Linked DNA regions of Mus musculus: region 1 is linked to region 2. A link is a contact called in public HiChIP or PLAC-seq data. All regions are on one chromosome and are shown on one strand. The core of a region is the stretch at or near the end of the contact, and the rest is flanking DNA. Distances in the headings are between cores, read along the strand shown. Region 1 has its middle 27 kb from the start of Prr5. Region 2 overlaps Sult4a1 (sulfotransferase family 4A, member 1).

Region 1 (2,976 bases), core at 379-2,878, 570 kb after region 2:
CAAAGTGCTCATATAAATAAAATAAATCTAAAAAAAAAGAAAAGAAACAGACAGATCCCTATGTGTTTGTGGCCAGCCTGATCTATCTAATGAGTTCTAGGTCAGTCAAGCTTACCCTAGTAAAATCCTGTCTCAAAAAACAAACAAACAAACAAACAAACTTTAAATGCCACATTTCTCTGGGGCCACTAAGAAAGGCCAGTGTAAGAAAGGGTACAAGGATGGAGGTCCAAAGAAAATCAAGCAAAGCCCAGAAACTCCAGATCTGAGCAAGGCTCATCCCATGTAGGAGACAAAACGAAGGCTTTGGATGAAGAGCTAACCGGGTGTGAAGACACACAGGCTGTCAGGTAGACGGAGGTCTGGGGGTTCCCTTGTGGGGCATCTCCTTCCCCATCCCCGGGTTTTAAGCAGTGCAGTGGCAGAGGGTAAGATGGGGCCTAGAATTCAGAAACAGAGCTGGGAGTCCCGCAGGGTTATGAGTTTTCATGCTCTTAGATTCCAGGAATCCGCTCAGTCGAAAGGTGAAGAATCCAGTGTAGCGACCTCCTCAGCCACACAGCCAGCTCAGCCCTTCTGTGCCAGGGCTGGGGAGGGCTGACTGAGGACATGAGGCTCCGCTCAGAGGAGAGCCCAGGCTAATGAAAGTCTTTATCTGGCTCAACTTGGCTCAGCTAAACCCTGACCATCAAGTAGGCATTATAGGCTCTGCAATAAAATAGATAAAGAAGAGGCGGGGTGTGGGGGTGCTATCTGGAAATCAAAGTCAACCTGAACTACATGTGACCCTATCCCAAGAAATCAAAATAGAGTACCCCCGCCCTCTGGTTTTTCCAAGACAGGGTTTCTCTTGTAACCTTGGCTGTCCTGGACAGGCAGATAGAGTTCAAGGCTAGCCTGGTCTACAGAGTGAGTTCCAGGACAGTCAGGGCTACATAGAAAACCCCTGTCTTGAAAAAGGAAAGAAAGAATTCTAGGGTTATGGATATATAACCATCTAAGCCATCACACAGAATCTATAACTTTGTGAGGATCTCAAGCAACCCAAGATAGCTTTGACTCTGCTCTATAACCAAGAAGGACTTTGAACTCCTGGTCGGTGCTGGGACCCTACCTGGTTTTATGCCATGCTGTGGGTGGAACTTGGGGCTTTGTGTGTGCTAGACGAGTATTCTACCAACGGAGCTACAGCCCCAGCCCCAGAATTAAAAAAAAAAAAAAAAATTTTAAGGACAAATGTCTTCAATAGATGCAAAAACGAATAATCCTCAAACAAATTAAAAAAAAAAAAGGGATACCCCACCAACCGGTAAAGAAATTCCAAGAACGTATAGACTAACGTCACAGTAAATCGGAAGCTTTCTCCAGCAGCCCGGCATAAGACATGGATCTCGGCTCTCCCCATTCCCCCCTTGATCCGGAAGCGCTAAACAGCCTGTATGTTGCTCGCGTAGGAAACCTAGAAGCGTTCTACAGAGCCCTGGCTCTGTGGATAAAGCACCGAACGGACCCGTTGAAAGGTCTGGGATGCTGACGGCAGGCTGGCTGCAGGCTCTCCAAGAAGCCAGCCATCTCAGGCCAACTGCGCCTGTGCTGACTCTACATGGAAACCTGAGAGCAGCCGCGGAAGGACAGATTGCTGGCAGGATGCCAGACCACAGCCTTCGTCACTAATCCCACCCTGGGACACAGGATGTGGATGAGTGGGGGGAGGCGGGGCGGGGCGGGGGATGGGGCAGCTGCCTGCCGGGCTTTCTGAGTGTGCATGGAGGAGGGAGCTTAGACTCTTTATCATCAAGTTCTATGTCTTGGGGTGGGGGAGGAAGAGTTGCCGGCCAGAGCTGTTCCCATGGGGATGAAGGAAAGGTGCCCATCCTGGAACCAGGGTCCTGATCTCCTCATCCTCTCAGGCTCTTCTGTGGGGACCCAGGGTGGACACTCACTGGCAGGGCAGCTGAGGACTGCAGGATGACACTTTCCCAGGAACTGTAAATCTGTGAGCCTGCTGTTGAGGGAGACTTTCCCTCAGCTCTCCCTAGCGGACAGAAGCAACCCAACCCCTATGGTAGCAGTTCCCAGGCTATGGGGGGAGGGGAAGTCGCATTGCAGATATCCTGCATAGCAGATATATTCCATTACGGTTCATAGCAGTAGCAACATTACAGTTATGAAAATTTAAGTTAAGCATCAACAAAGCAATCTTAAGGTTGGGGATGACCACAATGTGAAGAACGAAATAGAAAGGCCACGGCGCTAGGAAGGTTGAGAACCACCGCATGGGCTTCCAACATCACAACCTTGATCATAGCAACTGGCAGAATTAGCGTTTAGGCCTCGCTCACCCTGCTCTTCAGCCCTGCCCTTCAAGCTCTTCCGAGCAACTGGGAGTCCTTCTGCATTCCAACCCCAGCTTCCCAGCTGCAAGGCTTCCCTGTGGGCTTGTTACTCAAGTTAAGGTCTGGGCCCTGGCAGCCCCCCCAACAAGCCAAGCTCAGCAAACTGTCCTCGACAAGCCAATTAAAGACAAGCAACACGCAGAGAGGAGAAAATAGGAAGTTTATTCAACATAGCCATGTTGGGAAGGTGAACGCAGAGGCCCAGGGACTGCTTCCTACTCAAGGCCATCTTCTGTGTCCTAACAAGATATTTAGGCTGACATAAAGGGGAAGAAGTGTGCATAGCCAGGCAGTCCTGGTCCAAGCGGGGCCCCGCCTACCATCATTGTCTGCGTCTAGTCTCTTCTGCAAGGTGGTCTGATAAACTATGAGGACCGTGCAGAATCTCTTCCTAGGATGCAAGCTCCTCCTTGGGTCAGCTCTAGGAGTCAGCTTTGTTCTTTTCCCAGTGTGAAACCCCTGGGAATATCAATATCCCAGAATCGTGGGGTGCATTATCTCCATAGTCTGACAGCCAAGGGGAGGGGCTCATGAGTCTGTTCGGAATAGTTTTTATCCTGACAGATTGTCACAAGCTCAA
Region 2 (2,919 bases), core at 177-2,676:
TGTCTCGGGATGCCCACAGCCAGCTGTGTGCACAGTGGCAGCAGAGCTCCAAACCTGGCAAAGGAATGACACCACAGGAAGTGAACAGAAGAAACGATGAGAAACAAGGCCTAGGCTGAGGCCTGTGCTGTGTGAGCATCTGTGGCATGCGAGCATCTGCAGTCAGGACATGGGAAAACAGCAAGAGATGCCGGACGTGGGGCTGGAGAGGCAGCCCAGCAGTTAACAGCACTTGGTGCTCTTGCAGAGGACCCAAGTATGGTTTCCAACATAAACACAGTGGCTTACAACCATTCCTAACTCCAGATCCAATACCTTCTTCTGACCTCTTTGGGCACCAGCATGCACGCGCTACACATACATACATGCAGGCAAAAACAAAACAAAACAAAAAACTCATAAAATAAATCTGAGAGAAGGGGACCATGGGAGATGAGGGTGTTATCTTGGCAGCCAAATGAGGAGGGAAGGGTCATCAGAAGGCTGGGTTACAGGAACCCAGTAACCATTACCTGCTGTAGCAAAGTAGGGAATCACTGCAGACCATGACAGAGCAGCTTGGGAGTTGTGGGGCCAGGTAACGAGGGGCCTGAGACAGGAAGGGAAGGGTCTGCAGTGAAGTGAAGATAAGGGTAAGATGCTGAGAGGGAGCGAGGTCAAGGCCAGGTTTGCTCTTGGCCTGAGAGAAACCACTGGGAGATGGTAGCACACACCTTTAATCCCAGCTCTCAGGAGGTGGAAGCAGGCGGATCTCTGAATTTGAGGCCAGATTAGTCTACAGAGTTAGTTTCATGACAGCCAGGACTACACAGAGAAACTCCACCTCCAAAAACAGAGAGGGGGTGGAGAGAGAGAAAGAGGGGGGGAGGGAGGGAGGGAGGGAGGGAGGGAGGGAGGGAGGGAGCGAGCGAGCGAGCGAGCGAGAGAGAGAGAGAGAGAGAGAGAAAATATGCAGCTATCAAGGCACCCAAAATGCTCACACACCCAGTGCTCCCACAGCCATACCCAGCAGACCTGCACAGAGTAGGGCGTCACATCCACACAAATCAATAATGACCTCCTTCCCTGAGCACCAAGAAGAAACAGGGAGGGGACACCACAGGCTAACACACAAGGTCACAAGCATCCCAAAAGCTGACGCAGAAGGCAAAGGGACTCAACTACCCCAGCATACTGCCCTCACAGTCACCAAGGTGATGGTTTTGAGACAACAAATGAGAACGGCCAAGGTCCTGCACCTGTCGCTAAGGCAGTAAAGCCAAGAAACGGGCTTTTCCATGACATCACTGGACACCAGCCTGTCTCAAAAGATGCCCAACAGGGGCCATGAGCTGGATTAGGGACGTAAGACCACAAGCATCTCTGGGCACGGAAGGAATTGTGCAGATCCCTCCGTTGCCTCCACTTGGTGCTGGCACCACGGACAGCTCCAGGCCATGGACAGCGCCTCTCGGCAAGGACGACTCAGTAACCTACCCCCAACTACTCACCCGGTGCATGTCTTCATACTTAAGGAAAAGCACGTTGGCATCCATTCGATGTTCCCAGAATTCCTGAACATGCTCAAACCAGGAGCCGTAGCCCACTGTGGAAACAGACAAAAGGGCACAGCTGGGAAGGGAACTGTGTAGGTGTTCTTGCCCCTCCCACAGGATGCCCAGCTCCTGCCCAGCTGCTGGGAAGGAAACTACGGGGGTCTCCCGGAAGGAAGAAACCATTAAAGGCCCTCACCCCTCCTGCTCTTGTCAACGCTCTTCACCCCTACCCAGCCTATGTACTTCAGGATGCCCTGAAGACCTGACACAGCAGGAGGCGCTCTGAAGATAAGAGGACACAGTGCATACGCTAGTGCCAACGAGAGAAAACAATGCTCAGAGGAATCAGAACAAAAGAGGCAGGTGGAGTAGGCTGGGGGTGTGAAGCTCTGAGAGAGTTCCAGAACAAGGCCCCGCCCCATGACTTCTGAATGACCCCAGATACTGTCAGAGAAACCTGCGATTAAAGAGAGGTGGGAACCCTGGCTGTCACACAGACAATATGTGCCACAGCATGGCCTCACCTCGCCACGGCACCTCAGGTCTGGGCTAGGCATGTGGCAAGTATAAGAGGACTCGGTCCAGTCTGCAAGCTATGTCACAGCCTTCCTAGTGACAAGTTCCGCTGTGCTCCCATCTTTTTGGCTGAACTGTGCAGCCCTGTGATGGACTTCGTGCCATGCTGCCGTGGGGGATGGCAAATGGGGGGGAGGGGGCTCCATGAGATACTATAAAGAAGTGGTACCCGAACCCTTCTCAGGAGTAAGAAGATACAGAGGCATGGATGGGGCTCCATCCTCAGGGCCACCCGCAAGCTCCCTGGTAGAGGTGTACTAGGGCACCGTGGACCTGCACAGGTATAACCCAGTCAGACACAACCTAGCACACCCCACTCAGACACACCTGTTTGACCCCTGCAAACCCATCTTGGCAAATCTATTCATTTTACAGAGCTGAGTCTCAGGAAAGGACAGTGGCAGGCCAGGTCACAAGGGGACAACTGCCGTGGAAGCCTGGACTCTGGTCTGGATCTGTGCAGCTCAGTCCCAGCAGATGAGGTCCTGAGGCAGGAGGAAGGCAAGCAGCCTAAAAAAGACAGGGGAAAGCTCTCCCCACTCCCAGAGAAGGCACAGGACTTCCAGACAGCCTGGACCCCATTGGTGACATGACGCTTCACAAGAAAGGCCAACCAGGACCATGAACCAAGCAAAGCATGCTGACTGCTACCAGGGAGACCAGGAACACCCCACTGCCTCTGTACTTGGGGCCACGGAGGAAGGAGATACACACATGCTAATGGGACCTGAGTCTCCAGAGAAGGATCTCTGTCCCACCCTCTGCTTCTCTCCATACCTCACTATGTTAAGACCATGAAGCCACTTAC

The links. HiChIP or PLAC-seq counts read pairs in DNA pulled down with a chosen protein or histone mark.
Region 1: an H3K4me3 HiChIP or PLAC-seq map of embryonic stem cells shows a contact between it and region 2, with 12 read pairs. The contact joins two enhancer-like sites. A contact is called at or near these places in 12 of 39 promoter capture datasets (the 3T3-L1 cell line, 3T3-L1-derived adipocytes, the HPC-7 cell line and 8 more), 2 of 484 Hi-C or Micro-C datasets (bone marrow-derived macrophages and pre-B cells), 6 of 115 datasets of contacts at active chromatin or transcription factors (SST interneurons, embryonic basal ganglia, embryonic forebrain and 3 more) and 2 of 9 other capture datasets (embryonic stem cells and liver).

What each region holds. Positions count from the first base shown.
Region 1 is chr15:84,652,758-84,655,733 of GRCm38.p6, forward strand. No RefSeq gene overlaps it. Among named protein-coding and RNA genes, the nearest start is that of Prr5, 27 kb to the right of the region's middle. Within about 2 kb of position 1,629, at least 223 of the 459 cell types and tissues checked have an H3K27ac peak or open chromatin away from gene starts, as enhancers often do. A contact at or near this core is called in embryonic stem cells, where this site is marked.
Region 2 is chr15:84,085,110-84,088,028 of GRCm38.p6, forward strand. Sult4a1 (sulfotransferase family 4A, member 1) reads right to left here. Exons shown (of 7, transcript NM_013873.3): 5 at 1,491-1,585. Among named protein-coding and RNA genes, the nearest start is that of Gm46526, 18 kb to the right of the region's middle. Within about 2 kb of position 1,427, at least 13 of the 459 cell types and tissues checked have an H3K27ac peak or open chromatin away from gene starts, as enhancers often do. A contact at or near this core is called in embryonic stem cells, where this site is marked.